Regions from separate parts of the Pan troglodytes genome. Here region 2 is linked to region 1. A link is a contact called in public Hi-C data. All regions are on one chromosome and are shown on one strand. The core of a region is the stretch at or near the end of the contact, and the rest is flanking DNA. Distances in the headings are between cores, read along the strand shown.

The links. Hi-C and Micro-C count contacts between places; a contact is called where the count stands out from the background.
Region 2: a Hi-C map of stem cell-derived neural progenitor cells shows a contact between it and region 1, with 3 times the contacts expected there. The contact joins the promoter of PRKAA2 here to the promoter of FYB2 in region 1. A contact is called at or near these places in 1 of 7 Hi-C or Micro-C datasets (stem cell-derived neural progenitor cells) and 1 of 1 datasets of contacts at active chromatin or transcription factors (stem cell-derived excitatory neurons).

The regions. Positions count from the first base shown.
Region 1 is chr1:174,159,085-174,165,979 of NHGRI_mPanTro3-v2.0_pri, reverse strand. FYB2 (FYN binding protein 2) reads right to left here and starts at 2,801. Exons shown (of 20, transcript XR_008547630.1): 1 at 2,367-2,801.
Region 2 is chr1:174,334,346-174,341,208 of NHGRI_mPanTro3-v2.0_pri, reverse strand. It overlaps PRKAA2 (protein kinase AMP-activated catalytic subunit alpha 2), which reads left to right and starts at 4,064. Exons shown (of 9, transcript XR_010153841.1): 1 at 4,064-4,239. It overlaps LOC134809110 (a long non-coding RNA gene), which reads right to left and starts at 4,076. Exons shown (of 3, transcript XR_010153854.1): 1 at 3,976-4,076; 2 at 2,256-2,380.

The DNA.
Region 1 (6,895 bases), core at 1,552-4,051:
TAAATCCTGCTGACCCTACCTTTAATCTATTTCCAGCATCTGACCACTTCTAGCCACTTCATTGCTAAGACTGGTCTGAGCCACCAACCTCTCTTGCTTGGATTACTGCAATAATCTCCTACCTGGTCAGCCAGCTTCTGCACTTTCTGTCCCTAGTATCTATTTTCAAAACAGTAGTCAGATGATCCTTTTAAAATGTAAGTTGGATTGCGTCATTGCCTGGTCCACAATGCCCAGGTGGCTCTCCATTTCGCTCAGAGGAAATGCTCGAGTTTCAACAATGGCCTCCAGGGCCCTATAACATCTGACCCCACTCTCTGAACACTCCTTCACTTCCTCCAGCTCCAGTCATTCCTTGAAACACCCACGACCTTCTGCCTCAGGGCGTTTATATCTGCTGTTACTTCTCTGTAGAATGTTCTTCTCTAAGATATCCACACAGCCCATTAATTCCTATACCTTTTCCAAGTTTCTGCTCAAATGCCACCTTCCATTGACACCTTTCTTGAAACGGTCTCATTGAAAATAGCAGTCCCTCTTCCTGCCTGACCATCCTTATACCCTTCCCTGCTTTGTGTATCTACATTGCAGTTACTGCCATTTGACCCATATATAGATTTTTTTGTCTTCTCTCACTAGAATATGAGGTTTAGGAAGGCAGGTATCTTCAACCGTTTGGTTCACTGCTGCATCTGCAGCACCAAAGCAGGACCTGACCACACAAACCACGTCCTCAATAAATATATATTGAATAAATGAATATTTTGTTAATTTAAAAAAATGAAACAAATCCTTCTTTCAAGATGAGAAACCACTCTTATTTCTCTCTTGATTTTTTTCTCTCTCTGAGCAGTGAAAGTTATATAATCATATTAGCTTATCCCATAAAAATGTGATTAGCTAACAAACATGCTCTTTTGTACATTTTTGTCTAATTTGCCTAACATTCTTCCTGCTGTCCTATTGTAATCCTTGCTAGCGATGCTTGGCTTATAGTTGGCACTGACACATGTAAGCTCATGTCCCAGCTCTGCTGCCAGTGGTATGATACTGAGCAAGTGATAACATTGTCAGTTACCTCATCTACAATAAATGGGGCAATGGCATAGACCACACTGTATTGTCATCAGATAAACTGAAATAATGGATGCCAGTGCGGATCCTGGCCCATCAGAGACGGGAAAAATGTAAGTCAGTTTCCTTTTCTTACAAGCACGCTAAATCTATTCAGCCTGGCACTTTCCCGTCAAGGAGGAGTTTCTTAAAAGTTACTAAGTGGTATGGTCGAGGTGGGGGTGGCGGGGAGAACTCAGAGGAGGGAGATGAAGTCATACCAACATGCCCCTGCTCACCCCTTTCCAAAACTCAGCTATTTGGACTGGAGTGATTTGCCACAGAGAGAAACACGCCCTTTGCCCTGAGACAAAGGGGAGCTTTTCCTGACCAGCAAAAGCTAAAATGGATCCTCTGCCCTGATTTAAAACCAAACTTGTGGGTGAGAAGCCACATGATTCATGGGAGAAAATGACTTGACTCCAAATATATAATAAAAAGTATGGAAGCAACACACACACGCACACGCACACGCGCACGCACATCAAAAGAAACTGACTTACTGAAGACGGAAATACAGGAGAGTGGAGAATTGGAGAAGGAAAAAGGAAGATGTGGTCAGTCAGGCAAGACGTCTCCAACTGTGCCAACAGCACTCAGCCATCCAAGGGGCAGGGAATGCTGGCGTAGGGCAGGATACTTTTCCATACATCTCTATTTATACAAGCACCTCTGATAGTCTCACAAAGTAGTTATTGTACCAGTAATTCTCTTTCATGAGTGAGGGACCCAGGGCTCAGGATGACGGACACACTTGCCCCAGGCCACACAGTTAACAAGGAGCAGAGCCCGGTCTAGAGCCACAAGCCACAAAAGAGCACTGCACAGCCGGCTTCCTAGCACCAAGCACTGCTCTCTGACCAGGAGGCCCGCTAATCACTGCAGAGGCCGGATACAGTCCACAAGGGCAAGTAAACACAGAGAGAAGCCAGCAGGCGCTTCAACGGAGGATCTGGGAATAGGTCAGGAGTCCAGCTGGCTGGGTAGAGCTAGGCCACATGCTGTCATTCCTCAGCACCTCCTGTCCCCTCACACTCCAGGTGGCACAGGACATGGCACACTCCTCTTCCCTCCCACCCGCCCTGAGCAAAGCCAGTATGAGCAGAAATGCACTGGCTGACACCTGACATGTTTATTCCTGCCCAGGAGGCAGCACACACAAGCAGTTTTTCCCCAGGGCTCTCAAGTGGGAGGAACTTGTCCTGCAAGAAAAGACACACAGAAAGCCGGCAACAAAACCGAGACAGCCTTACCCCTTCCATTGCTTTCCTCCAAGGCAGAGTCGGGGAAACAAGCCCAGCCTCTCAGAGCTGGGTCCTGGGGCCAACAATCCGCTTTCCTCTGTCTCTGCTAGCCAGGGAGCAATCACTTCCCACAGGACACACCTGAGCCCAGACTCCCCACCTGCCCCATCTGGGCTGAGGCTCCTCCCTTGCCTGGGGCTGGGCCAGGGCCGGCCTCCATCCTCCCAGCTTGGCTTAGACAAGCACCTGCAGGGGGTTGGGGAGAGTACTCCATCTGCAGTCCTGCCAAGCCCACCTCTTCTCAGCAAGCGGCTCTTCCCATTGCTCCCCTCCGGCTGGTCTGACAGTCACTCACTCTCCAGGGCATTTGTGCCCAGGCAGCAGGAGCTGCGAAGGAATGGGGATGGCAGGCTCCTGTTAGTACAGACCATGCAGGCCGGACAGTGTGATCCCCGTTAGTAACAACCTCTGCCAGCTCCGCCCCTGCAGACGGCTACTTAATTTCACAAACCCTTTCTCACGGTCAGGGAAACCAAAGCCCAGCAGGACAGCATGCTAAGCCCACAGGGGGATTTAGTGGAGGCCAGAAAAGGAGTTAACATAAAGCAGCACCCTGTTTTTGGCCTGGTGTTTATTGAGGCATTTGGATTCCCATTTTAAAAGGTGAAGAATGGCTGGGTGCAGTGGCTCACACCTGCAATCCCAGCACTTTGGGAGGCCGAGGTGTGTGGATCACTTGAGGTCAGGAGTTTGAGACCAGCGTGGCCAACATGGTGAAACCCCGTCTCTACCAAAAATATAAAAAAAATTAGCCAGGTGTGGTAGTGGGTGCCTGTAATCCCAGCTACTTGGGAGGCTGAGGCAGGAGAATTGCTTGTACCTGGGAGGCAGAGGTTGCAGTGAGCCGAGATCATGCCACTGCACTCCAGGGGGACAGAGTGAGACTCCGTCTCAAAAAAAAAAGAAAAAAAAGTGAGGAAACTGAGTCTCAGAGAGATGGTAACACCTGCCCATGGTCACATAGGTAGTAAGTAGAAGAGCCAGGGTTGGAACCCAGATCTGGCTGACTCTAAAGTGATTTTATTTTGCTGGGGTTATTTTTGTTTGTTTGTTTTTATGACAGAGCTGGAGATGGAAACCCAAACCTCAGTTGCCAGTTTTGGGGCTTTCAGCTGTCCCGGGGTGGGGGATGGGCAGAGTGGGTGGCCTGTGCCCTGCTTTATGTGTAACCGGTGTGACTTTTCTTGCTTTGTCAAGTTCTTAGAAATCTTCTCCTGTCCTGACCAGGGAGAGGCAGGGTGGAGCACAGGTGAGGAGACCCCGCCTGAGGGCCATTTCCTCTAACAGGTGATTCCCAAACCTGGCTGATCACCAGAGCTGCCTGGGAATCTATCAAAAATACAGGATTCAAGTCCCAGATAAAACACTGCATCAATGCTTCTGGCCCAGGGACTGGCAGTTTGGGTTTTATAAAAGCCTTTGAGGTCTATGTATTTTAAACTTTATTAATGAATGACTCACAGTAAGATGTACCTTTTACATCCTTCCTCAACACACATACACATCAGCTAAAAGAAAAACTCCCCAAAGCAGTACTCACTCTTACCTTGTGTAATCGTGCTGATATTTTCCATTCTGTTCTGAGCCATGACATGCCATTGAATTAAATAAATGGTAGCACTTTCTTGACTTCATGACTCTCTGTTTGGCCAACACTGCTGTGTAGACTCTGCTCCCAGTCAGCTGGGGGGCCTATTTCTGAAGCTAAAGGGGACCTAGGCCAAAGGTCATCTGTAACTTTCCCTTAGCACTCTGGTTCATGCTCCTATGTGTATAAGTTTGTAAATAAAACAGTGGAGGAAGCTCTGGAGAACTTGGAGCCTTCCCCTCCCCGCAGTCCCAACTGATAATTGGGCTGTCAAATTCCCTTTGCTCCTAGTGCAAGGGCTCCCCCTAGTGGCCTCAGGCCAGCCTACACTGGCAGATGGGGTGGAGCAGGGCAGCAGGACTCTCATCTCCGCCTTCCTGGGAGGTCTGCGCATTTTGCTTTGGTTTCTGGCTAGTTACAGTGCTAGGTCCTAGGCACTAATCATTGGTAGCTGTTAGGGGTGGGTACTGTTTTGCCAGTCGGCTTAAGAGCTATGACTCTTGGAATGGCAGAGGATCCCTTGCTGTATGTCTTACGATCCTCTAGGTGCTAAACTCAGTTTCCCCACTAGCTGCTGGTCTTGGGAAAGTCAACTCTGACATGTATGTTTCTCATCTGTAAAAGTAAACAAGAGTCTGGCAGCGTTGGCTTAAGGACTAATGGCCATGGGAAAATCTCCCGATAGGGTGGCTTAGCAATGAGTAAACACCAGTAATGTCAGTTCCTCTCTTTCTTTCCCCTCTCCTCCTCAATGGTTGGTGGCTGTGTCATTGTCAAAGTGCTCATGTAGCACTTGGATATACAAATGAAGTAGCATCATTTTATTTCCCTGTAATAATCCCAGTTTTCTCATGGGCCCCCATCCCATAAGTGGCAGATCCTTGTATTCATTTGCTATAAGGAGAACTCATACATGACTACATGGGAGGGTGAAGGCAGAAGAGGTGGGTACAAATTGCTGACATTGTGGGGAGAGTTTTGGATGGGAAATTTGAAGGTTGACCTAAGTTGCAACAGATATCACTACACCTTATGAATAAATATTTCAATTCAGTAAAGATGTATGAAATCCTGCTATATCCAAGGTGCTTTGGTGACCTCCTGCTAGCTTTAGGCCAGGGCAGATCTTACTGGCCTAAAGCCAGGAAGGTTCACTTAATCATGTATAAAGAAATGACTGATTGAGCACCTACTGCCTGCTGGGATCAGTGCCCCAGACCTTGCGAGCATCATTTTATTTAGTCCTTATTATGATCCTAATTTTCCAGCAGAGGAAACTGAGGCACATACAAGTTAAGTCTCCTCTTCAGGTAACACAACCAGTGGAAGATCAGAGACTTCAATCCAGGAAGGCTGACTTCAGAGACCATGCTCACAGGTGCTCTGTTTGCTTCTATTTAAATCGTAGAGAAATACAGAATCATAAACTCACAGCATTGGAGAGCTTGAAGGGTTCTTTGAAGCAGTTTTTTCCAAACTCAATTTTGAACGTAGTCTGTGAGAAAGCTTAGCAGATACTTAGGCTGAAGTTTGGCTCAAAATCTTCTAGATATTTCTAGTTGTTCAAGCCCCTAGTTCCAGTTTGCTCCTCTGCGTAGCAGGGATGACGTGCCATACTCTCCAAAAAGGGCCCATCCATTCTTCGGGGAACTGAGCAGCAGAAATCAGTATTTCCAGCACATTCTTAATGTTTCCAAACCTTACTTTCAATCTCAGATTCTGCTTGGAGCTCTGCAGTGTCTCCTATTATGTCTCAGTCTTTCCTCTCTCAGCAAACATATTACTTACACTTTGTATCATAAGCAATGGTGTGAAACAGAATACCCCGATGTAAAAAAAAAAAAAGGAGCATTTAAAACAGATCTGAAAATGGGAAATCACGTGTCCTCACCTCTTTCTAAGGTAAACTTTGAGCACTGTATGTTATATGATGACAAAGCCAGACTGTGTAGATTGATTGTTAGAGTTAGGCTGGTACTGCTAGAGTAACCTATTATTAATATTAAAATTCTTATTGGTTAGATTAATCATTTCTGAGGATTTCCAGCACAACATGTAATTTATTTATGTATAATTTATATCCTGACTGCTTTCAAAAGGGAGAGAAGGAAAGATGAAAGAAGTGAAATTTATTGAGAGTCTATTGTGTAGCAGGCTACACAGTTGCATATATTTTCTTCTATTCCTCATGACAATGTTGTGAGATAAGAGATGCTATCTCTGGTTGATGAATGAAGAAAGTGAGGCTCAGAAAGGTTAGGCAGATGTCCTGGCCATGCGGAGAGTACAGTTCTGTTTCTCCATCTGAACTCTGCCCTGCCCTAATCCATTGCTCTTTCCTCCATTCCATGGCGGCTGCAAAAGGGGTTGAGGGAATGGACCATTAAAAAAACAGGTAAGAAGGATGATATGAAATGAAGATAATAGCCATGTAGAAGACAGGGCAGGTGGGAAGCTAGGAAGGGATGGATAATCAGGACAGAAACATGGGACAATTTGTATAAGGTATACAATTATTTAAAGATAAAATATTTAAGGATAAAATGCCTAGAATTATCTTGGAAGTGTGTGGGTTCAAGAAAGGTCTTGCTTCCATTTTACCAGTTTTTGAAAAACATTTAATCCAGCTGATCTCTCCTTTGCCTTGAATGAAGCTCACATCTCAATTCTGTGCTCATCTAAGTAAACATCTTAATAAGTGTGTAATAATATAGTAAGAGCTTTTTTGAAGGATGCTAAGCAAACATGACCAAGACAAGTTGCTTTTCTTTTAATAGTCTTTTAATAAGAATCTCAGCACCTGCTTTGAGCCAGGTGCTGTGCTTGGAGCTAGGGATGTAGCAACCCTTTTGGTTCTTGTAAAGAAATGGTCTTCCCCCACTAATGCCAG
Region 2 (6,863 bases), core at 2,815-5,314, 170 kb before region 1:
GCTGTGCTGAGATGGAAAATTATGCTTTGCCTTTAATATGTGTATACATAAAATAAAACTGCACTCTTCCCTGTATTGTTGTTACTTGATTCTCTAGCTTAGTAACTAACCCTTTCTAAAATTCAATTTAGCAAATATTTTTGGAATGATATACCAGGTTCCACCAGGCCCCAGAAACAGCAAGTGGGGTATGAACATATCATTTGCATATATAATATGTAAATATAAATACATATATGTATCTATCTATAGGTATGTATAATGTATATGATAATAGAATTGATAAATTCTATATTAGCTATATTAAACATGTACAATGGAAAACCTAAAAAGAAACATGTAATGAAAAACGTAATGAATCATGCTTAATGTCAGAATTATCTTTCTATTCTATTTAAAAATTTACAAAATATAAAGAGGTAATCAAAGAGTATACAGCCAGAAAATGTAGAAAACAGGTATTATAGAGGTATGTTAGATAATTAATTTATAAAAATATTGTTATTTTTCTGGATTTGGGGATGTTTGTGGCATTTGTCAGCTTTTATAAATTTGTAGAGAGTTGTTTTTCACTTCAAATTCTCACTTTCATACCCAATTTTGCATTTTTTTTCCCTTAAAGAGATTCCCCCACACTGAATAAACTTCAGGTGCCACATTCTGAATCTGCTTGGATATCCATATTTTGTCAGGCATTGTCCCGGGAGCTAAGGATACATCAGTGAACAAAATAGAGAAAAAAGGCCTCTCTTCTTTTGTGAAGTTTAGATTCTAATTGGGAGAAACAGACAAAAATATAATAAGCACATAAATTAAATAGTATGTTAGATGGCTAGTGCTATGTAAAAAAGTTGAGGAGGGTCAGGGGACGAGAGTGCAGGGCAGAGAGCATGAGTGAGATAAAACTGCAATTTAGGCCTGGTGCGGTGGCTCACGCCCGTAATCTCAGTACTTTGAGAGGCTGAGGCAGGACAATCACTTGAGTCCAGGAGTTTGAGACCAGCCTGGGTAACATGGCGAGACCCTGTCTCTAAAAAAAAAAAAAAAAAAAAAAAATTACAAAAAAATTACAAAAAAAAAAAAGAAACTGCAACTTAAATAGGGTGGCCAGGGTAGGGTTCACCAAGAAGGTGACTGTGAGCAAAGACTTGAAATAACTGGTTACTGATAATACCAATGGTGTCTAGTACAGTATATTAGTTTAGTGGTCTTGCATTAATGTCCTATTCAGGACTTATTTTAGAATATTTGAAGGTAAACAACCCCAAAGTTTCAGAAGCAGGAGGGTAAAGCAGTAATAGTTGGACCAGCGCTAAGAACTGAACATCTCCCTGGGGCACTGGTCTTAGAGATTGGTACTAAACAATAGCGGCGTGAAACCTTCATTGGAAGATAATAAAATGGGAACATTGCATTTACCAGGTCATCTTTAGGGGTGAGACCTCCAAGAGGCATGACCCTTAAGGAGATCTACTCTGATTAACTGTCGGGTTTTCTACTGCTGAGTAGGAAGAGGCAAATATGGAACCTTATCTTGAAGTGTCCAGGACAACAGAGGGCTGAGTACTGCCACCAAGAGTTGTCCTTCTTACCCACTTACCATTCAACCTTTCCTCTAAATAAAAGTCAAAAAAACAACAAAAAGTAGTTTAAATACTTACAAATTTATAGGATATATTATCGGACTGCCCAAGAAATAATAAAAATATGAAAATGGAACCACAACTGTGACAATTTTTAACTTTCTTAGAGCACCATACTTTCTTTTGGCATAGGCAGCTGCGGTATAGTAGGCAGACTGAAGGACAAGTCAGAACTGGATATGAGTTCTGACTCTGCCACTTTTTAGCCCTGGGCAAATCAGAAAGGGAAAAACTAAGTTTTATCGTCTATAAAATGGGAATAATAATCTTTCTTTTATGACAATTAAATAATTGTGTTTAAATGAACTTCTTAATCAACAAAGTATCATAGATGTTTCACATAGTAACAAAACTATAAGGTAGTCCACAATAGCTATGTAAGAATCATAGTTATGAAGTATATAATAATTTAACTTATAGTATTTATCAACAAATAGTTAAGACAGTACGAAATGCTTTGAAATCTCAATTTACAGTTAGTCTTTATGTAGCTTCAAGAAAGCAATCATCTAACTTCAAGTGAAGACTTTTCAACATCTTTTAACGGGATATTAGAGCAGAAGACATATACATCTCATACCTCAAAAGCAGAATAGGTCTTTTCTTACTCACTTGAATGCTGAAGGAATGACCCTTAACCAGATGAAAGTTCAGCACAAAAATAACTGGCTATTTTCTCAAAATTGCCAGCGAGGTAGAGTGATTCCTAGATGATACTTGTCAGCAAGGAAGATGATCTGAAGAATGAACAAAAATAGCCTCTGTTTAACAGCTGTGATATCTATAATTTATAAGCTGTGATCATCTCTCATCAGATTGTCTTGATGTTTGGATGAAAATGAATGTTTGAAATTTCTATATTTAGTACTTATCAGAAAACAAAGTTTTGTTGTGTCCTATTCTTTTTGATCAATACATTTCAATTTACATATAAACAGTGTTCAAGAGACTTCATGTTTGAGGAATGTGACCTTGAAACTCTACTGGCATGCAGTGCTATAAATGTTTGACTAATCCTTAATTACTTAGCCCCAAACAGAATTTTTTTTTTTACTGTTTTAAAATTTTTTATTTCATTGGCAAATAAAAATTGTATATATTTAGTATGTATATGTTTTGAAATATATTGATTGTGGAATGGCTATAAGTCAAGCTAATTAAACATATTGTATACGAATCTTTTTGTGTGTGTGGTGAGAAGCAAATAAACTTTAATCACTGAAAGACAGAACAACATTAAAGAATGAGACAACATTAAAGGAAGGAAGGAGGGAAGGAAGGGCGGGAGAGAAGGAAGAGAGGCAGAGATAATCGCTTTATTACCTAATTCTTTGCCAGTCTTTTTTCTTTTTTTTTCTTTTTGTGGGGGGAGGGTGGGGAGGTCAGTCTTTGAACACGCTGCCTAGGCATCATGCTTCTAATTTCCTCTTACCACTCTTTTCACTTCTATATCACATTTATTCTTCCTTTAATATGTGACCTTGTACTGGCCTCGCCCTTCACAATTCCTCTGTAGCTTACGTATTTTACTTTCTGTGGGCAGAATATTGTTTCCCTTTCCACGTCTTTCCCATTTCCTTCTTGTACAGCTGTATCACATTTCGGTACTATATGTTTATATAAGCGCGTGGTAAAACTACATATTTATATAAGCATGTGCTAAAAAACACTCGAGCAAATACCGTGACTGAGATTTTTTGGAAAACTGTGGGCAAATTAGTTAAAATTGAGAGCTCTGGCGGAGAGGGTCTCTTCCATCTATAGGACAAAATAATTGGGAATTACAGAATAAGTAGAGGAGGACAATTCAAGAGAGTACAGAGCTGCGTGCGTTCTCCCTGTGCCGCGACCCGTATCCAAAAGCCTCAGACGAGACTTGAGGAGCTTCCTAGAGGCTCTCCTGCCACTGCCCCTTTGGCCAGGGCCCTTCCCGCAGTCTCCCCTCCCGACTCTTCCCTTTTACAGCCCCTCGCTCCCAACACCCGAGGCCCGTCTCTTCTTCCAGTCTGACTTCCAAGTCTTTCCATTCCCTAGGATCGGGCCCCAGTCTCACCCCCTATTTTCACCCCCTTCGGTTTTCCTCAGAAAGGGCCTCCTGCCTCCCTCGGCACCCTCGCCTACCCCCCTCGCAGCACCTGTCGCCTCCGCCCCTCGCTCGGACCCCGCGCATCTGGCGCCGCCCCTCCCGCACTCCCGCCCAGCGCCCCGCGTCCCCGGCCCCCGCTGTCGCTGCTTCGGGTTCCGCCGCAGGAGCCTCTCACTCCCGGGAGCGGGCGCCTCGCGCTCCCTCCCTCGGCCCCGCCCCGCCCGCCGCTCGCCCGTTGCTTCCCACCTGGGTCCGAAGCGCCCAGCGCCCCCTCCCGGGACCCCGCGCCCGCCCCGCGCCCCTCGCGGCTCGGGGTCCGCCCCCTCGCCCGCAGGGCCCGCTGCACTGTGGGTAGGCGGCGGCGGCGGCTGCTACGCGGAGCGGCAGGCGGCGGAGCGAGGCCGCGCGCGCCGAAGATGGCTGAGAAGCAGAAGCACGACGGGCGGGTGAAGATCGGACACTACGTGCTGGGCGACACGCTGGGCGTCGGCACCTTCGGCAAAGTGAAGAGTTGAGTACGCGCTCCGGACCGCTGTGCGGGGCTGCCTGACTTGCGGGAGGCCGGGGGGAGAGGCGGGAGCCCCGGGCCTCAGGCGAGCGCGGGGCTCGGCGGCAGGTGGAGCGGTCCCGGGTCGCGCGGAGCTGGGGCCCCGGGAGGGTGGCGCGCACCGCCTCGCCTGGCACCGGCGCCCGGGCCCCGCAGGGTCCAGGGAAGAGGGCGGGGGTGTGAGCTGAGGATGGGCGTCCTGGGTTCCAGGTCCCGCGCCCATCTGCCTTTCTGGAGGTCGGAGCAAGGCACTTCTGTGTTCTCTGGACCTCAGTGCCCTCCTCTGCAAAATCGGGAGAACTGGACTCGTTCTGCGAGGCGCCTTCCAGCTCTGAGCCTGTAGGCTTAGGGCGGGGATCATCCACGCTACTGAGGACTGAGGCGCCGTTTCGTGCCGGGTGCCCTGTTAGGTGCTTTACATGGAATCTCATTGAATCCTTACAGTGACTTGGTCAACATGTTGTCCTCACCCTAAAGGTGAGAAAACTAGGACCCCTAGAGATGTAGTAACAAGCCCAAGGTCACACAGAAATGGGCAGTACCAGAGTGAAGTCTAAGATGTCCTCCAATTCTGGTCTTGCTGGGAGGTCCCTGCCATCCCCAGATTCCTTCACGTTCCAGGACTCTCGGTTGTTGGGGGTGACTGTTTGGGGGATGCTCCAGGGGCCAGAGGTTGTGAGTCTTTCTTCCTGGGGTGTTGTTTAACGCTGGAATGCAGCTGGATTGGGTCAGAGGTTAATTAAAACAGAGAGGTCTGAAGGTGTTTGTGTTTGTAAAATGGCTATGGGAAGACTTCTAGGGTAAGGGAGAGAAAAAGTTTCCTTGGTGTTTGGAGGATTTGAGGCTGAGGAGATCAGGACTGCTAAGGCATATTCTGCTAAGGTCTGTCTTCATGGAGATAGGATCCCCTTTTGGATGTAGAAAAACAGGCTGCTTTTGAAATGTTATACTTTATTCGAGTTAAGTAACTAGTAAGAATAGGTAAGTATGGAACTTTCATTTGTTTTCTTTTTTGTTAATTAGTCACATGGGATTTAATTAACCTGCCTTCTCTCCAGAATAGAGACAGTTGTTTATTAAAAATACTTTGTTGCAAGTCCAGAATTATAAGTGAAATATTGACCTTTTTTTTTTTCTCTTTGCTGAAGAAATGCTGGGTAGGCAGTCTGGAAATTTTATTCTGAGGTCTCTATTTCCTTGTAAAATTCATATTTTAACCCCAAGTCAAGGCTGTTGAATGAGTAGAAGAGACTCATTTTTCATTCCTGTGGTAAGAATCAGCTCCTGTTTTCTTGCACGTATTTAATACTCATTCATTTGTTCAAAAAACGCTGAGCACCTGCAACGTGGTAGGCACTGTTCTAGGCAATGAGGATACAGCAAGGAAAAAACAGATCTTTTTGTTTAGCTTTCTAGTAGGAGAAGGCAGACAGTAATCAGAATATATATGTAAAAGGTATGTTTAATTTTATTGAGAAAAACGAATCAGGGAAGGGAAGATAGAGAGTTTTGTGAGGTTGGCAGTTTTCAATAAGGTGGTCAGACAAGGTGGTATTTTTGCAAAGACCTAAAAAGTTTGTAAAATTCTTTGCTGTCCTGTGAGGGTTATAAAGTCCTGGGTTATTTTTGAAAGACCTTATAAGTAAAGTGGATAGTTAGAATGTATTTAAGATGAATACAGGACAATCCAGGGATTGGATTAATGCCTGTAATGTTACTTGTCATTTAGTATTATTACTAAGGACTATTGTGTTACAACATTATACAGTTGCTCAAGCAAACAGCGCCTTTGACATTTGGACATGTACACTCAAAGTTATATAACTTAACCCTATGTCCTTTCATATTGTGTTAAAAGTTTTTGCTTGTCTTTTTAAGTTCATATACTGTAATCTGAATGTAGAGTAGAATACTCATCAGATCAATCAGTCCATTGCCAAAGACAACTTAAATCTCTTGTATGTACTTTTGAATTGTTTCCAGGCACTGGCTTCTTAAAATATAAACAGAAAGAACTTTGATTTATGAGAAATTCTTTTCCTGGAGAACCTCTGTCCAATGAACAACCAGTTGAAGGAGTTTTCCTAACACTGTGTTAGATCCTCTCAAAAGTGATACCATGGTTTCCTATCCAAGATTAGGATTAGTACAATTGTTACTCATATAATTCTTCAAGGGACAAGCGAAACAAAAAGTCATGTTTTTTTTTTTTTTAGAAAACGGCTTTATGGTTGGGCACTGTGGCTCACACCTGTAATCCCAGCACTTTGGGAGGCTGAGGCAGGCGGTTCAATTGAGGTCAGGAGTTTGAGACCAGCCTGGCCAACATGGTGAAACCCCGTCTTTACTAAAAATACAAAAATTAGCCGGGCGTGGTGGTAGGCGCCTGTAATCCCAGCTACTGAGGAGTCTGAGGCAGGAGAATCACTTGGACCCGAGAGGCAGAGGTTGCAGTGAGCCAAGATTGCATCACTGCACTCCAGCTTGGGTGGCAGAGCAAGACTCTGTAGAAAACAACTTATTTAGGTATATTTTATATATGAAATTCATCCATTCTAAGTGTACAATTCAATGATTTTTACTAATT